Linked DNA regions of Mus musculus: all the other regions are linked to region 2. Evidence: chromatin contacts called from public Hi-C, HiChIP or PLAC-seq and promoter capture Hi-C data. All regions are on one chromosome and are shown on one strand. Each heading gives the region's core, a stretch centred on a gene start, on an enhancer-like site or on the middle of the called end of the contact. The rest is flanking DNA. Distances are from core to core; before and after follow the strand shown.

Region 1 (2,700 bases), core at 196-2,695, 1.7 Mb before region 2:
CCTGGCAGACAGCCCACTCCGTGAACCAAGCAGGACCCAACACCATCCCAGCCTCCAGGATGTTACACCAGCTCCCTGATCCCACAAGGAAACTGTAGCCAGTTTTAAAAATGACCAGTCTTAACTTGGTACCCTGTGTTGCCTGAGAGGTCCCTCAGTCTTATCTAGTGAATCTGCTCCTCAGAGCCAGGGACACGGATGGCACCAGCGGTCATACAAGCCACCCACAGTCCAGAGAGTGAAGACAAGGCTCCTACAGAGAAGGGACTTTATCCCACACACACCTCCTCAGCTGAGGGGCCCTCCGGGGAGGGGAAGACAGGGGCTCCTTCACGCTGGGATTCACTGGGCATTCCTAGAAGCCTTGAATCAACCCCCTTGGGTTTAAAATCCACTTCCAGGAGAGTCTTTCCTTTCCTCTGTCCTAACAGCAGACCAAGTGTGGGCTGAAAAGAATGGCCTCTGGGCTCCAATAACACGAGGACAGTTAAAACTCTGTTCTGGGTGTCCTGTCCTCTTTACCTGTGGGGTTTCCAGCAGCTCTGATGCTGGGGGTGGGGGACCTTGCCAGCCAGGACACGTTCAGAGATGGCCGTAGCCTGCGGCCCATTCCCCTTCTCATTCCTCTGGCATGTCACCAGGGTCTGGGAACGGTGGGTGAGAGGCGGGAGTCATAAGCCACCACCCCCCCAAACTTGCCTTTCTAAGTTTAAACTTGATCTTGTAATACAGGGTGACCAGACTTGAAACGGTGTGTGGTGGGGGTTGGGGGGGGGTGTATATGCAGTACCCCCGGGGACACTTGTCATTAGAATGGGGGTGTGGTCCTCACAAGCTTTTCTGTGGGCTGTGATAGGAAATGGGTGGGCTCTCTCGAAAGGGGCTATATCCCTGAAACGGGGTGGGGGGTCTGGGGGCAGTGTGCAAAGTGGAAGGTGGCCTGGAGGGAACAGAGGGGGGTCATAGAAGAAACAGCCTCTGAGACCGAGTCCCATAGGCAGACGCTCTGAGGTGGGGGTGGGGAAGCCAAGTGAGGGTCTCCTGCAAGCCAAGGAGGTCTGCCCCGGGAGCGGGGCGCCTCTCCCAGAGGTGGGTCCCTGAACACCCAGTACGGGATCGAGGTCCTCAGGCGCCGCAGCGAAGAGCGGCCAGCACAGCCCCGGGCCGTAGGCACCGCAGCCCAGCCGGGCGCTAGGGTGGGATCGGCGGCCGCCGGGCCCCGGCCGCTCCGCCCTCCGTCTCCCGCACTCACCGAGGTCGTCCATGGCTGGTCCTCAGACGCCAGTCCCCGGCTCGATGTCGCCCTCGCTGCCCGTCTCCGGGCTGCTCCTCGCCGCCCCGCAACTTTTCCGCGTCCAGCCTCGGCCCGGAACGGAACCCGCTGCCGCGCTGCCTCCTCCTCCACCACCGCCGCCGCCGCCGGCGCGCGCGCCCGCGACAGGATAGCCCCGCCCCCGCGTGCACGCTGGCCACGCCCCGCCTCCGACCCCCCACCCCCCCAGCACGCCCAATCCCGCAGGGGGCGAAAGCTGGGCGTGGTCGTGGCGCCCCCTGGCGGCTGGACAGGCTGGTGGCGTCTATAGGCCATGAACCTCTGCGTTCAGTCTGACCCGACCTTCTGGCAGACTAGTCACTCAAGAGAGTCGGTGGCAGATTTGTCACTCAAGAGAGTCGGATTTGTCCACCTGTCCCTGTAGGTCACCTCCCAGGAGGATTAAATCGGCTTGCCTGGAGCCTTTGGACTGATGGCAGTGCTAGTCATCCCAGAATAATATCCCAGATGTAGTTTTTGTGAAACAGGGTCTCTCTCTCTCTCTCTGTCTCTCTGTCTCTCTCTCTCAGGGTCTCTCTCTCTCTGTCTCTCTCTCTCTCTCTGTCTCTCTCTTTGGTTTTTCTTTTTTTTTTTTTTTAAAGTATTCATTTGAATTAATGTTGAAACAATTCATGGTTTTTTTTTTTAAAGATTTATTTATTTATTACATGTAAGTACACTGTAGCTGTCTTCAGAAGAGGGCGTCATATCTCGTTACAGATGGTTGCGAGCCACCATGTGGTTACTGGGATTTGAACTCTGGACCTTCGGAAGAGCAGTCGGGTGCTCTTACCCACTGAGCCATCTCACCAGCCCTCTCTTTGGTTTTTCGAGACAGGGTTTCTCTGTGTAGCCCTGGCTGTCCTGGAATTCACTCTATAGACCAGGCTGGCCTCAGAAATCCGCCTGCCTCTGCCTCCTGAGTGCTGGGATTAAAGGCATGCACCACCACTGCCCGGAGAAACAGGGTCTCTTTGTACCTCCAGCCAGGCTGGAACCTGAGACCTTTGTCCTGACTGGTAACATCAGCAGTGGCTGCGACCAACTCTGGCCCCAGATCCAGTACTTTAGAGCTTATGAAACCTTTCATTTTACCCCTTTCCCTGCTTCCCCCTTCCTAGAGACTGCCAAAATTCTGCACAAGGTAGATTTACCCCACATTACAGCAAAGCAAAAACTACCAAAACTTCATTCCCGGATCCTGGCAGATTTGCCCAGGGGACTCAGAAACTGGATGATAAAAGCCTGGTGTAGTAGCTCAGGACTATAATCTCAGCTAGTTGGGAGATGCAGGCAGGTCTTCAAATTCAAGATTACACTGGACTAGAGAAAGAGTAAGGACTAAACTGGGCAATTTATAGGAAGACCTGTCTCAAATTTTAAATTTT
Region 2 (2,700 bases), core at 17-2,516:
TCACCTCATCTCCTGCCTGACCCCGTAGCTCACCCTGGAGTGTCGCTTTTACTGGAGGGTATGTGGTCATGGTCTACCAGCCTGTTTACTGGCTGGCCTCACCATCCCATGGACAAGGGGGATTGTATGAGACCAAGGCTGCTGATCAACCTGAGATACAGGCAAAGGAAATCTGTTGGGCAAAGGAACAGATAAGGGAGAAATCCATTGGGGAATGACCCTCCCTGTCTGGCGAGTCCTTGACTGTTGGATTTTTCATGGAGCAGTTAAGACAGGGTCTTACTTTTTTGTTGGTTTGGTTTGGTTTGGTTTTTTGGTTTTTTGAGACAGGGTTTCTCTGTGTAGCCTTGGCTGTCCTGGAACTCACTCTGAGATCAGGCTGGCCTCAAACTTAGAAATCTGCCTGCCTCTGCCTCCCAAGTGCTGGGATTAAAGGTTCGAGCCACCACTGCCTGGCGAGTAACTTTAGCCCAGGCTAGCCTCAGACCCACAGTACTCTTCCTGCTTTGGCATCCCCACCACTAAGATTAAAAGTGAGAGCCACTACACCCAGTTATGTAGAACCCTGTGAGAGGAAAAGCCTCGTAGCCCCAGAGAAAGGAGGATCCTGAGGCCAAGCTGAGCTGTGGAGACGTGGAGAGGTTGGGGAGTATGCACAAGAATGCATGTGACTCACACACAAGCACATGTACAAACACACGTGTACATGCATGCACACACGTACACAAATGTGCATATACACATGTATACACACATGCACACATGAGCATGCACATGTACAAATGCATGCACATACACACATGAGCATACACATGTACAAATGCATGCACATACACACATACATACACACATGTGCACACAAGCACACACGTGTGCACACACCAGCATGCACACACACAAAAAACACTCTATGCATAAGCTCCAAAAAGGTGGGTGATTTGCAGTTCCTGCCCCTCTGCCTCCCATTCTCCATCTCCATTGAGACCCTCCCTCCCTTCTGTCTGGCCTTTGCCTCCATGGCAGGGGTTCTCTCTGGTTGCCTCTCTCCAGTTGCCCATAGAACAAGGCTGTGACTCTTCTCTGAGGTCTCATGTAGAGGTCCCCTCACAGTAAGCACCCCCCATACCTTCCTTGAACTTTCAAGATTGTTATCAGTCCCAACAAACCGCCATCACACTGCCCACCCAGCTTTAATCAGACTTGTCACCAAAGCTGTCACAAACAAGGGGGTGTGGGCGCGTCACGTGACCAGCCTGAGTAACCTCATTCTCGCTTCCTTCTTCCACACCCTGCCGTTGGGGGTTGGCGGGCAGATTGGGACCACAAGTGTCTGGCAGTGTGGACTGGGGCCCTGTCACTGAGGCAGAGTCGTTTGCTTCTGGGCCCTGAGGCAGCTGCCCCATGCTCTGTTGGGCACGGTAAGTCTGATTCGAAAAACCATGGGGAGTGGCTGGGGGCCCAAGGGACAAGGAGCCCGCCTTTGCAAGGTGCCTGGGCCCTTGTGAGTGGTGCTGACGTTCTGGGCCGAGGTCTCCCAGGAGACTTGGGCTTCTCCATCCTTAGCTGAAAATGCTCAGCTACTGCCTGTTTACCAGGCTGGCCTTGCAGTCTCTGTGTGGAGGCTCAGAGAAGCCCGGGTCCTCTGCCCTGAAACTATCCCACCCTTCCTCTCAACTGTGGGAAGCTCAAGGCCAGAGCTGAGACTGAGTCTGGACGAGTCGTGGAGTTTGTCTCAAGGTTGTTAAGGCATGAAACATTCTTTGGGATACTCTCTCTCTCTCCTCCTCTTCCCTCCCTCCCTCCCTCCCTCCCTCTCTCTCAAATCAGATATGGTCTCCATTTGTTCATAGGCTAGCCTGGAACTCTATGTAGCCCAGGCTAGCCTCTTGCCTTGGCCTCATGCTAGGGTTATATAGGGTTATATAGGTTATATGCACCACCATACCAGCCTTCTTGGATCTAAATTTTTATTTTCATTTATTATTATTTATTAACTATTATTTGCATATGAGCATATGGCATGGGCACTTGTGCGCATGAGCAGGCACATGAGTGTTATGCAGTATGTGTGGAGGTCAGAGAATAACTTGGGGGAGTCAGTTCTCTCCCACAGTGGGTTCTGGGAACTGAACTCAGGTCAGCAGGCTTCCCCAGCAAGCACTTTGACCCTCAGAGCCATCCAGCCTCCACTTTAATCCCTTTTTTCTTATTTATTTATTTATTTATTTATTTATTTATTTATTATATGTAAGTACACTGTAGCTGTCTTCAGACACTCCAGAAGAGCACATCAGATTTTGTTACAGATGGTTGTGAGCCACCATGTGGTTGCTGGGATTTGAACTCAGGACCTTTGGAAGAGCAGTCGGCAATCTTAACCGCTGAGTCATCTCACCAGCCCTGCCTTTTTTTTTTTCTTAATTAAATCAGATTGAGAAAACAGTACTTGTTCATAGGAAATTGTTTTTTTAAGTTGGTATTATCATTATCATTGCTATTATTTTATTATTATTATTAATTTTTTTCGAGACGGGATTTCTGTGTAGCCCTGGCTGTCCTGGAACTCACTATGTAGACCAGGCTAGCCTCAAACTCAGAAATCCACCTACCTCTGCCTCCCAAGTGCTAGGATTAAAGGCCTGTGCCACCACTGCCTGGCTTAGTCTTATTATTTTTAAAAGTTTTATGTGTGTGTTTTGA
Region 3 (2,700 bases), core at 46-2,545, 1.5 Mb after region 2:
AAGGTACTGGGTGTAAGGGACCACACCAGTCAAATGGTCCCAAAATTAAGGAACTGGCACTCAGGAGCCTAATCAGAATGTGCGCAGCCCTTCAGAGTGCAAGAGAGAACTTTGACAGAGGGGAAGACAACTCAGTGTATCATGGAATACTCTGCCAGAAAAGAGTCTTGGCCTCACTCTGATTCTTCGCTCCTCCAAGAGAACTGTCCAGAAACAGGTGGTACAGGCATTAAAATTACTATCCACGAGGCTGAAATTTTCTGACAGTCTTATTTCACTGTGTGGATAACACTGGGAGGAAACACAAAAATAATTTAATCCTTTTCCTTGACAAGCCTTCCGTCATTTTCATCTATAGTCTTTGTTTTGTTTTGTTTATTTGTTTGTTTGTTTTTTCGAGACAGGGTTTCTCTGTATAGCCCTGGCTGTCCTGGAACTCACTCTGTAGACTCAGGCTGTCTCTGCCTCCCAAGTGCTGGGGTTAAAAGTGTGCGCCACCACCACCTGGCTTCATTAAGACTATAGTCTTAATCCCACTTTTCTGGTTAATTCCTTCAAGGACAGGATCTCTAAAGCTGGCCACAATCTGCCACCTGTGGAAATAGTACGTTGAAGTCTCTTAGGGAGGGAGCCAGGCATGGTAGTTTAGGCCTTTTATCCCAGCGCACTGGAAATAGACAGGCAGATTGCTGAGTTCCAGGCAAGCTATGGCTACAAAGCAGGACCCTCTCTTAAAAGCGAGTAAACTCTCTTAGGAAGAAGGAAGTGCCCGAGGGGCATCCCCCACGAACCCGAAAAGGCCTCTTAAATATCAGTCACCTCAACTACACACACCTCGTTCTGCAGCAAACACAGGGCGAGCACACTGTGCAGGGCATCTCTGTTCCTGGAACCACCCCTCCCATTCCCTGAGGCCTGCTCGGAGGACCTAACAGCGAGTTCTCAAAGGTCCCGATGAGGTCAGTGATTGTGTAAGGGACCTAAAGAGGCCATGACACCCTAAGAGTACAGGCAGGGGGACAGTGCGGGTGCGCGCGGGGACGGAGGGAAGTCCCTCGCTGGTCAGGAGCCCCGAACCCTGCGGCCCGATCGCGTGGATCAGGCTCGCCCGCCCGCCCGCCCACCGGGACCCCGGGCTCTGTCTGGCCGCCCGCGGGAAAACCCCCGATACCTGCGCCCGCCCGGCAGCCCCGCGATCACGCGCGGACCCACCTCCCGCCGGTGGGGGCTTGGCGATGACGTGAGGTGTGACGCAGCCTGTGACGTCGGCGGCACGGCGGCCGCTCTGGCGCACTCTGCTGACGTCAGAGCATGGCGGCGGCGGCTCTCGAGCCCTGGAGCGCGGTGGCTCCGCGGAGGAGGAAGCGCGCGGCGGGAAGGCGACCGCGGCCGGGCGAGGGGCCCCGGGCCGAGCCGGAGGCGGACGGCGAAGCGGTGCTACGCCGCCTGCGGGAGGCCGAGTGAGTGCAGCGCCGAGAGGCAACTCCAGCCTCAGTGTCCCTAACCTGGAAATGGGTGTGCCAACCCGCTGGGAAAGGCTGAGTTCTCCCTCCGGTGTCACTGTAGCAAGCTCTCAGTAAAGCTGCCATTCCCATTCGCTGCGGCTGCGGCAGTTTATCATCCTGTGTCCCTGTCTGCCACCTTTGAGATGGGGGTTTAAGCATTACGTAGGGATGCTCAGAGGATTGTGTGATGTGACTGTAGAGCACTCCCTGGCACCCAAGCTCGAGGTGGGGGAGGAGGGTGTCAGAAGGTGCTCAGAAGACCTCTGCTTTCACTGCATAGGTTAGGACAATCAAACTCAAATGTGAGGCTTGGTGGCAAGAACCTTTACCCTATAAATCATCAGCTCTGGATTTGGAGGCGGGATCTTGTACTATAGCTTAGGCTAGCCCAGCAGCCCTGAATTGGAGGATATCCCGTCTTTGCTGTGGGCCACACACCACATTGGTTATTATCCGTATTGTAAATCGAGGTTGCAGCAAACACAGATGTCAACATTTGCATCAATGGTTTACTGAGCAGCAGCTGTGTGCGCAGACTTTTGCAGCCTATGTATTTCACAGGCTCACTGGAATCCTGGGCACTCCGAGAGACATACAAAGATCATTGTTTCAGGCCCAGGCCTTGGTGACTTCAAACCCCATGCTTCCACCTAATCATTATCATGTACTCTATTATGTTACATCCATCTCCCCAGCACTTGGTCTGTACCTTCTTACAGGGCACATAGACGGTGCCCACCATACACAGGCTACACCGTGTTCTTGCCTTTTCTAGTTTTGGTCTTACAGGGCTAAGTTAGAAATGTTGGTAGCATTTTGTATGGGTCAGAAGGGCTGTGATGAGGGGGGCAAGTTACACTTAAAAAGCATTGGTGACCCAGAAGTTACCTCTGAACATAAATTACTGGCGGTGCAGCTGAGAGGACAGATAGAAGCAAGCAGTGCCTTAAAGTCTCGAGATTAGTGAGACATAGGTGTCTAGGACCTGAACTCTTCAAGGCGCACACCAGATAGTCATTGTTTCCTCAGCTGCTTCAGAATCTCCCAGAATGCCCTGCTTCTCCCAGCATCCTTCCAGGGGTGTGGTTATCACTCCTGAGCATAGAGAATCTGATTCAGGGCTACTTAGAATATTACAGAGTACTTTGATTTATCGGGCACTTCTTTCCTTAGAAGAATGTAGGTCGCCTGGGGG
Region 4 (2,700 bases), core at 60-2,559, 1.7 Mb before region 2:
TTAAGTAACTTCCCTTCTTAGGATTCACTAAGACGCAGCTCTGTCTAAACAAATTACCAAACCCTTTTACTGAAGACCCTTGCAAAGCATCTTTTTAATGATCAGGTTAAATGGCTCCTCTTTGGCGGGCCTTGAGGATCAAACATAAAAATCAATTAATCTCACCCCAGAGACTCAAACTGTTTTTTAAATACGTTCCTGCCAGGCAGGGTAAGCCCCCCACCCACCCATTAAGAAGCCACAGGCAAGATGGCTACAAGTTCAAAGCCAACTCACTATATATATATATTTTTAATTTGTTTGTTTCTCAAGACAGGGGTTTTGTGTGTGTGTGTGTACCCATGTCTGCCTGGAACTCCCTCTGTAGACCAGGCTGGACTGGCACTCAGAGATCCACCTGCCTCTGCCTTCCAAGTGCTGGGATTAGAGACGTGCCACCACCGCGCCACCACTACCTGGCCTTGATCTACATTTTTGAAAAGGGAGGGTGGGATGGAGACATGGAGAGAAAAAAAAATTATGTTTCTTATTTATTATTTCATCCTTCCACGAGGCTACAAAAGAGGCTGAGATGGAGAAGGGGGTAGCCTCAACGCCTCCCTGAACTGCAAGGTACCCACAGGTGTGAACGCACAACGGTGTCACGACTCTTCGCAGGTGAAGACATTTTGAGATCTCACCCAGGACCCAGTTAACACCCAGCAAACCCACATGGGACCCTACTATTTTGTCTCAATACATCTTCCCATAAAATAACATAGGATATCGGTATTATCACCACCACCAAATGTTAAAAGGACCGAGACCCTGAGGGGTGATGTCATTGATCCAACGCCTTGACGAAACCAACGAGCGGAGGCTCAACTCCGAACCCGTATGGACATAAAAAGGCTACGCTCCGAGTGTGGGCACAGAGTCGGGGGGCCTCTGCATCGCCCCGCGGGCTCCGGAGAACCGTAGCCGACGCCGAGTGTAAGCTCTGCCACCGCCGGGACCCGCACAGCCCCAGCACGGCACCCGCTACCCCGAAGCCAAGCGGATGGCAAGATGCTCGAGTCCAGGGTCGCTCTGCTCGCCCAGGCCGGCCGGAGCCTCGAGCCGCGAGCAGCCGCCGCCCCCTTCCCCCGCGCCGCCGCTTCCGTCTGCGCCCTCCGCGGCCGTGGGCGCCGCAGCCTCCGCCCGGGCAATCCCGCCGCCCCACTGCCCGCGCTCCGGGTCCGGTCCCCGCCGCCCGCCGCGTTGGCCGCCGCAGCCGCCCGCCTCACCTGCGTGTCCGCCGCCATCCTGCCGGCGCCCAGTCCGGAACCGCTTCCGGAGCGCTTCCGGGTCACAGCAGGGCCCACGCGGCAAGGCGAGGCCTGGCGCCCCCGGGCGGGAGGGCGGCCGCAGGTCGTGCTCTGCAGCCCCTGGGCGCGGGATCTCCTCGATTCGGCCTCCCCCGGACAGCGCCCTGCAGCTCTGGCATCCTTGGGGGGATCCCGGGTCCAGCACCGACACCCCCCATCGTGCTGTTTCCTAGGCCCCAGGAATGAACCCAAAGACTAGTCTCAGGCCCAAGAGGCTTGGAGGTTAGAACAGGTGATGGTGAGGTACGCGGGAGGGATGCAGGGATGACCCGGGAATTGCGTGACCTGCTGGGAGCCTCAACTGCAGACAGCTAGGGACAGGGTTGAGGAAGAGTTCGATGTCTTAGGACAATTATTGAATTTTTACTATAACTCAAGAGTGTGCTTGGAGAATGCGGTCTCCAGGCTTCTTGGCCCTCAGCAGTGGCAACTATACAGATGGGGGGCCGGGCGTGGTGTCGCACGCCTTTAATCCCAGCACTCGGAAGGCAGAGGTAGGCGGATTTAAGGCCAGCCTGGTCTAAAGTGAGTTCCAGGACAGCCAGGGCTACACAGAGAAACCCTGGGGGGTGAGGGAGGGAGAAGAAAAAAAAATATATATATACACACACATAGATGTATAGTGACGTCACAAGGTTAATGATAGCAATAGGGCATTGCATTTGATACAGTATTCACCTACTTGTTAGAGCCCATTTTTTAAATCCTCAGCTTTTCAGACTTAACACTTACTGAATGCCTATATGAACCAACATCAAACTACTATCGGGTTAGAGGTTGCAATTCTAGGGTAACTTTTTGTCTAGTTACCTGTGATGCACAGGCAGTATTTTAGCTCTTGCAGCAGCTTTTTACATAGCAAGTTATTCTAGTTTGCACCCCCGATTAGTACATCAAAGCAACCCTACATGCACACCTTAGTGGCTAGTTATTAACTGCCCCTGTATTCAAGACTTAATCTACCAAGAAAAAACTTTAGCCAGCACGTGGAAACTCAACTACACATCTAAACTACACAAACACAAGTATAACTTCATTACTAAACACACAGCAGTGACTCAATTACTGCAGGCAGAAGGCTGAGGCAGATCAACTTCTACACCAATCCTCATCTCAAAAGGCACAATCAGGCCCGAGTTCAATCACCACTCACCTGGATACTCCTTGCCATAGCTCAGTATCACCATCTCAGGCCCTCTCAGACTTCAGTCCTTAAACCACGCCTAGCTCAAACCCAGCCTTCTACCCCTGCCTCAGCCTTAAGCAACAGGGCTCTGGACCTGCATCACTCTGCCTTGGAGCAGTAAGGCTACCTATGAACAATGGCTTGGACATCCAGTGATATACAGAAAGC
Region 5 (2,700 bases), core at 75-2,574, 1.5 Mb before region 2:
TTTTGAGGCAAACTGCAAGACACTTAGGGGATAAGCTGGGTTAGTCTTCAACCATCGAAGTCCGGAGTACTTCTACTGTGAATCCGTAATCTCCAACCCAGGCCGGCGAGACACCGGGTCGGCAGGCAGAGATGAAGCTCTCCTCCCAACGAGGCTGAGAAGACAGGGAACAGGTCCTTACTGACCCTCCCAAGGGGACGACCGCCAACGGCGCAGAGATCTCTAAACTAAAGCATACTTTCCGGCCTCTTCCTGACCCAGGGCTCACGACATTTGCACACACACACAAAAAAAATAAAAATAATAATTAAAAAAAAAATCAAAGATCCTTCGGCGCGGGTTTTGGGGGAGCCTAGCTTTTCCACATCCCTGCTACAATTAACTTCTGGCTTCTGGCGGGGAATTAACTTCCCTCATTAGAGGGGAATGAAATCAGAGATGCTAACCCCCCACCCGTCTCTCTCTCCCGCTGTTTAATCTGATCCCCCTTTACTAGAACTAGGCTCGGTGGGGCGCCCAAGTGAGGGCTGGCTCCAGACACCCCGCTTTTCAGCCGCCCAAGGCAACCTGTGGTCCCCGCCAACGCCGTCTGTTCCCCGGTAACGGCGAGGGCCACCCCCACCCACAGACCCGAACCCGGACTCGGGAGGAGGGGGCGGGATGGGCGACTGTCGCCTTCGGCCGAGTCCTCTGCAGGGTCGGTTCGGGGGACCCGAGCCCCGCGCTTCCCTCATTTCGGGGTGCTTCCCGTTAGGGTGCTTTTCCCAAACTCGAGGGCTGGGCAGAGCGCGCTGGTTTTTACCCTCCTCGGGGGCAAGTCGGGCGGGCTGGAGCCTTCCGATTGAAGGAAGTGACACCAGGCAAAGCCGCCTCCAGCCGGGGGTGGGGGGGGGGCGCCGCGAGGGGTCAGCACGGCGGGGAGGGGGAGGGGAAGGCGCTGGGGGAGGGGAGGGGAGGCCGGGCCCGGCGGAGATGGGGCGAGCCGCCGGCGGAATCCTCACCGCGGGTCCTCGAAGCGCACGAAGGCGAAGGGCACGAGGCCGTGCCGGTTCTTGAGCTCGATCTCGCGGATGCGGCCGTACTTGTAGAACAAGTCCTCGAGGTCCTTCTCGCGCACGTCGGACGGAAGGTTGCCCACGTAGATGCGCCCGTCGCCCTCGCCGCCGCGCTCGTCCGCCCAGCCCGACGACATCCGCACCGGCCGACGCCGCGGGCCCGCCGCAGCCCACGTCCCGTCGCAGCCGCCTCCGCCGCCGACGCCGCCTCCTCAGCCCGGGGCCCCCCGCCGCAGCCTCCCCCGCGGGCTCCCGAGGCGCTCAGCCGCACTGCATTGTGGGAACGCGGCGCGGAAGCCGTGAGGAAGCGGGGGCGGGAGGGGGCGGCGGTCGGAGGATTTTTAAAGCGATCTTAAAGGGGTAGCCGCCGCCGCGAGGTGCGCTTGCGCAGAGGGCGGGGTCTCTCCCTAGAGATGCGAGCGGAAGGTTCCCGGAGGTGGGACCCGAGCGCCTCCTAAGCTGGTAGGTCACTAAGCTTGGGGCTGTCCTTCTGAGGAGAAGGACGCGGACCCCACAGAAGCCCTCAGACTGCCCAGCGCTGGGCTATCCTGGCCCTCGGTCTCAGGTCTGTAGTCGTCCCTTAGACCCGAGGTGTAAGCCTGAGATGGTCGCCAAAGCTTGGTTGTCCGAGTTTCTGGAGAATGGAGAGTGGATGCGCAAACCTTTCGTTCCAACACTCCGAACCCGGACAGAGGCAGGAGCAACTATCTCCATGAGTTCAAGGCCAGCCTGGTTTACATAGAGAAATAAAAGGTATAGTGGAGAAGAAGGTTTATTGTAGGTATGTGGGAGAGCATACTATACTCAGAGGGAGGCCATCTAGGAGAGTCCAGAAGGGGACGAGACCAGGCAGAACTGGGCCCTGTGAGGAGAGGCGGGAAGGAGAGGGGAAACAGATCCTGCAGTCAGAAGGTCAAAAGGTGTAAAAAGAGGAAGGTAGTCAAGATGTCTGGATTATATAGGGAAGAGCCTCTAGGGGAAGGGCAGCCTAGCCCCTGGCCTGGAGGGCGGGGTATGTCAGCCAAACCCTGTAACAGATAAGGACTGGAGGATGCCAGAAGCTGGAGACCAGGTCTGCTTTGGTATCTTATATAGGCACCTCAGCGGATCATCCCGGGTTTGAAACTTCACAGCTACCCTGTCTCCAAGAAAGAGAGAGAAAAGAGAATCTGTGGAGGATACGCATGTATTATTTCATATCACCACAAGCATCACTGTAGAGTTTGCCTATTTGTGCATTCTAAACTATAGAACAACCTCACCAAACAAAACAGTGAGTGGGAATGCATGCCAGTAAATCTCACTCTCCTGAGGCTAAGGTGAGAGACTTTAAAATTCTAGGCTAGCCTTGACAACAACTTACTGAGATCCTACCCTGAAAAACTATTCAAACCTAGATGCCTGGAGGGATATAAGGCAAAGATAGCAAGATGATAGAGAGCTGTAACCCTAGGCAGCTCGGTTGTTGTTTCATTTGTTCTCTGTAAGATTTTTGGATCCCAGCCTAAGGCTACACCATAAAACAATATGTCCAGGGGCTGGAGAGATGGTGCCAGTGATTAAGAGCCTTGACTGCTCTTCCAAAGGACCTGAGTTCAATACCCAGTACCTACATGGCAGCTCACAGCTGTCTGTAACTCCAGTT
Region 6 (2,700 bases), core at 119-2,618, 1.1 Mb before region 2:
AGGAAAAAAAAATATTAGTGAGAAACTTGGGTCACCGTTTGAGTAGCCGGGTTCAAATCCCAGCTCTGACGTCAGCAGTTACATCTCTGAACAAGCCCAATGGCTACTCTCAGCCTCCATTTTAAGAGTCTTTCAGTTATCAAAATATTAAAACGTGGAAAAAATTAGGAAGAAGATACCATCCAGGCAGCCAGCACATCTAAACTTGCCACATCGGTGACTGTCTTTCTTTTGTACATGCTAGGCTTTCACTCTAGCCTTGAGCCACATCCACAGATCCCGCATTTGTGTCATCTCAATCACTTTAAAGTGAGTAGCGGACAGCAAGGAGCTTTGCCCCAATACAGCATAGCATGTGTCCCCCTAAAGAGAGTTCCCCACCCCAGTAGGTGCGATTTAACTTGACAAACGGCAGTTTTCTTACCAAAATGCAGGTCATATTAAACATTTACCACTCATCCCCAAACTCACACTCTCTCTGTGTCTCTGTCTGTCTGTGGTGTGTGTGTGTGTGTGTGTGTGTGTATGTGTGTGTGTGTGTGTGTGTTGTTCTGTGATATGTAACCTAGGCTGTGAACCAACCATCCTCTTGCTTCTCTACCTCCCACATGCTGGGGTTGCAAGAATGGGCCCCCAAGTCAGGCTCTCAAAAATTGTTATTTACAAATTACATGTCAGGATCCAACTAGAGGCCTTGCATTGCATGTGGTCACTGTAGCTCTGACATTGTGGAGCCTTTGTTAGGCTCATCTGTAAAATGGGACAAGAATGGTATCTATCTCTCAGAGTATAAGTTTTAATGATAGAATATGCAGGCTTTCCCTACCATTTTCTCCAGAGGTGGTCTTTTATTATCTTCTTTAGTAGTTCATTCTGCTCAAGGCTCGCGGGGCTGTCTCGAGATGTCAGAAGCGTGAACTAGGGATCACGAGGCGAGGGGACTCCCTGGCACTGGGGTTTGCCCTGTCCTGGCTGGGAATGGTGAAGTCCAGTCTTACCTTGAGTACCTTGAGCACGCGCACATCCCGAGCCGGGCCACGATCTTCACGGAAATTCTCCTGCCTCAGGAACTGCTCCACTGTCTGCACGGTCTCCAGGACCTCTTCTTTCCACTCTCTGGTTGGCTGCAGCCACTGAGCCACAAAGGAGTCCAGCTTGGAGGCCGGGAAGCCGTACAGCTCCTGGGCGACTGCCATGGCTACAAACTGACCGTCAGCTACCTCAGGCAGGCGCAGGGCTATATAGCCAAGCACCCATCCAGCTGCCGGTACTCACCTCCTCCTTTTTTAAGGCGGCTCCTTTCCAGCTGACCTCTGGCACCCAATGGCGGAAAGGGGGGTGAAGAGAGAAGCTTGGGAGCATGGCTCTATGGGGGGGTCCCCTCCTTGGAGATTTATTGTCATGGTAGGTGTGCCGAGGGACCAGAGGCTGGGGTTGGCCGGTCTGGACCGCCTTAACAGGGTTGGCATGGGGCCAACTTTTGTGCTGTTAAGTTTCGATTCTCAACATTTGTAGTTTCTCTTTTGTGACGTTTGTAAACTGAAATTGGCTTGAGTCTGACCTTCCAGAGACACCTTGTCTGGATGACTTAGGCCAACTGCCCCGACCCGTCATAGGGAAACTGAGGTTTGGAAAGAGAAAGAGCCTAGTCATGGCTGTGGTAAGGAATGAGGAATCTGGAATCAGAAGGACACTTTGAGGTTGTCAGATGCTTTTTCTTTATTTTATTTCAAAGAATTATTATTATATTTATATAAAAGTTAGTATATTTCATTTAAAAGATTTAAATTTTTATTTATATTTTATTTACTTTATATTTACATATATTTATATGAGAAAATTATATTTATGTATTTTGGGTTTTTTTTTAGGAGGGGGACGCATGTCATGGCACAAATGTGGGGGTCAGAGTAAAACCTGCAGGGGCCTGTTGTCTGCTTCCACCGCACGTGGATTTTAGGACCCATACTTGGGTCATTAGGCGTGGCAATATGGTGTGAAACGAGGAAAAGAGAAACTCATATGGTAGGACATGAAATATGGCGAGAAACACTGAAAAACGTGCAAAAAGAGAAACACACGGTAGGACCTGGAATATGGCGAGAAACAGTGAAAAACGTGAAATATGAGAAATACACACTGTAGGACCTGGATTGTGGCCAGCCTGGTCTACAGAGTGAGTTCCAGGACAGCCAGGACTACACAGAGAAACTCTTATCTCATAGAAACAGGAAACAAAACATCTTGAATGTGTTTGCATTTAAGCACGCAAACACCACACACACAGTCTCAATAAAACGTTTTCAAAGCCAAAACAACCCAAATGAAGGTGCCTCTAACAGAGATCGTTACAGACATGAGACCTAGCAGGGGCTGTGTAGAGAAGTGGGTGGAGCCGGGCTCTGAGGTAGTTAAAGATTCAGAGCTGGGGTTGCTGAAAGAGTTCAGCAAAGCAGAACGAGGAAGAGCAGGAGGGTGAAGGAAAGGAGAACGTTCTGGAAGCCAAGTGATAATGCTGTTTGACAAAGAGGAAGTGGCTCACTAAGTCACATGTCAGGTGAGCCCGTTCAGCCTCCTTCCCAGGGTGAATCAGAAGCGTGGCGTGCAGAGAACTTAGAACCTAGCATGATCGCTCTGCCACCTTCTGTACTAAAGATAGACGGCAGCAATGCTACAGGCAGGGAGATGGGTCTGACACCG

Evidence for each region. Promoter capture Hi-C pulls out the DNA fragments that hold promoters and counts their contacts. A called contact is a pair of places that touch in the nucleus more often than the background predicts. HiChIP or PLAC-seq counts read pairs in DNA pulled down with a chosen protein or histone mark.
Region 1: a promoter capture Hi-C map of pre-B cells shows a contact between it and region 2, with 2.9 times the contacts expected there. The contact joins the promoter of Pxn here to the promoter of Selplg in region 2.
Region 3: a contact with region 2 is called in a Hi-C map of the G1E-ER4 cell line, with 2.6 times the contacts expected there. The contact joins the promoter of Srrd here to the promoter of Selplg in region 2. A contact is called at or near these places in 4 of 39 promoter capture datasets (the 3T3-L1 cell line, 3T3-L1-derived adipocytes and liver), 3 of 484 Hi-C or Micro-C datasets (B cells and the G1E-ER4 cell line) and 1 of 115 datasets of contacts at active chromatin or transcription factors (large pre-B cells).
Region 4: a contact with region 2 is called in a Hi-C map of B cells, with 5 read pairs. The contact joins the promoter of Gcn1 here to the promoter of Selplg in region 2. A contact is called at or near these places in 1 of 39 promoter capture datasets (pre-B cells) and 1 of 484 Hi-C or Micro-C datasets (B cells).
Region 5: a promoter capture Hi-C map of pre-B cells shows a contact between it and region 2, with 2.3 times the contacts expected there. The contact joins the promoter of Srsf9 here to the promoter of Selplg in region 2. A contact is called at or near these places in 1 of 39 promoter capture datasets (pre-B cells) and 1 of 9 other capture datasets (pancreatic islet).
Region 6: a contact with region 2 is called in an H3K27ac HiChIP or PLAC-seq map of bone marrow-derived dendritic cells, with 4 times the contacts expected there. The contact joins the promoter of Oasl1 here to the promoter of Selplg in region 2. A contact is called at or near these places in 1 of 39 promoter capture datasets (liver) and 1 of 115 datasets of contacts at active chromatin or transcription factors (bone marrow-derived dendritic cells).

Annotation. Positions count from the first base shown.
Region 1 is chr5:115,505,421-115,508,120 of GRCm38.p6, reverse strand. It overlaps Pxn (paxillin), which reads right to left and starts at 1,445. Exons shown (of 12, transcript NM_133915.3): 1 at 1,253-1,445. The coding sequence starts at 1,265.
Region 2 is chr5:113,829,067-113,831,766 of GRCm38.p6, reverse strand. It overlaps Selplg (selectin, platelet (p-selectin) ligand), which reads left to right and starts at 1,266. Exons shown (of 2, transcript NM_009151.3): 1 at 1,266-1,418.
Region 3 is chr5:112,341,635-112,344,334 of GRCm38.p6, reverse strand. It overlaps Srrd (SRR1 domain containing), which reads left to right and starts at 1,295. Exons shown (of 7, transcript NM_001359388.1): 1 at 1,295-1,460. The coding sequence starts at 1,312. Hps4 (HPS4, biogenesis of lysosomal organelles complex 3 subunit 2) reads right to left here and starts at 1,240. Exons shown (of 14, transcript NM_001359853.1): 1 at 1,172-1,240; 2 at 1-291.
Region 4 is chr5:115,563,872-115,566,571 of GRCm38.p6, reverse strand. Gcn1 (GCN1 activator of EIF2AK4) reads right to left here and starts at 1,309. Exons shown (of 58, transcript NM_172719.2): 1 at 1,266-1,309. The coding sequence starts at 1,283.
Region 5 is chr5:115,325,801-115,328,500 of GRCm38.p6, reverse strand. Srsf9 (serine and arginine-rich splicing factor 9) reads right to left here and starts at 1,324. Exons shown (of 4, transcript NM_025573.3): 1 at 1,002-1,324. The coding sequence starts at 1,192.
Region 6 is chr5:114,921,908-114,924,607 of GRCm38.p6, reverse strand. It overlaps Oasl1 (2'-5' oligoadenylate synthetase-like 1), which reads right to left and starts at 1,368. Exons shown (of 6, transcript NM_001359945.1): 1 at 999-1,368. The coding sequence starts at 1,196. It overlaps Gm13822 (predicted gene 13822), which reads left to right and starts at 2,347. Exons shown (of 2, transcript NR_166682.1): 1 at 2,347-2,557.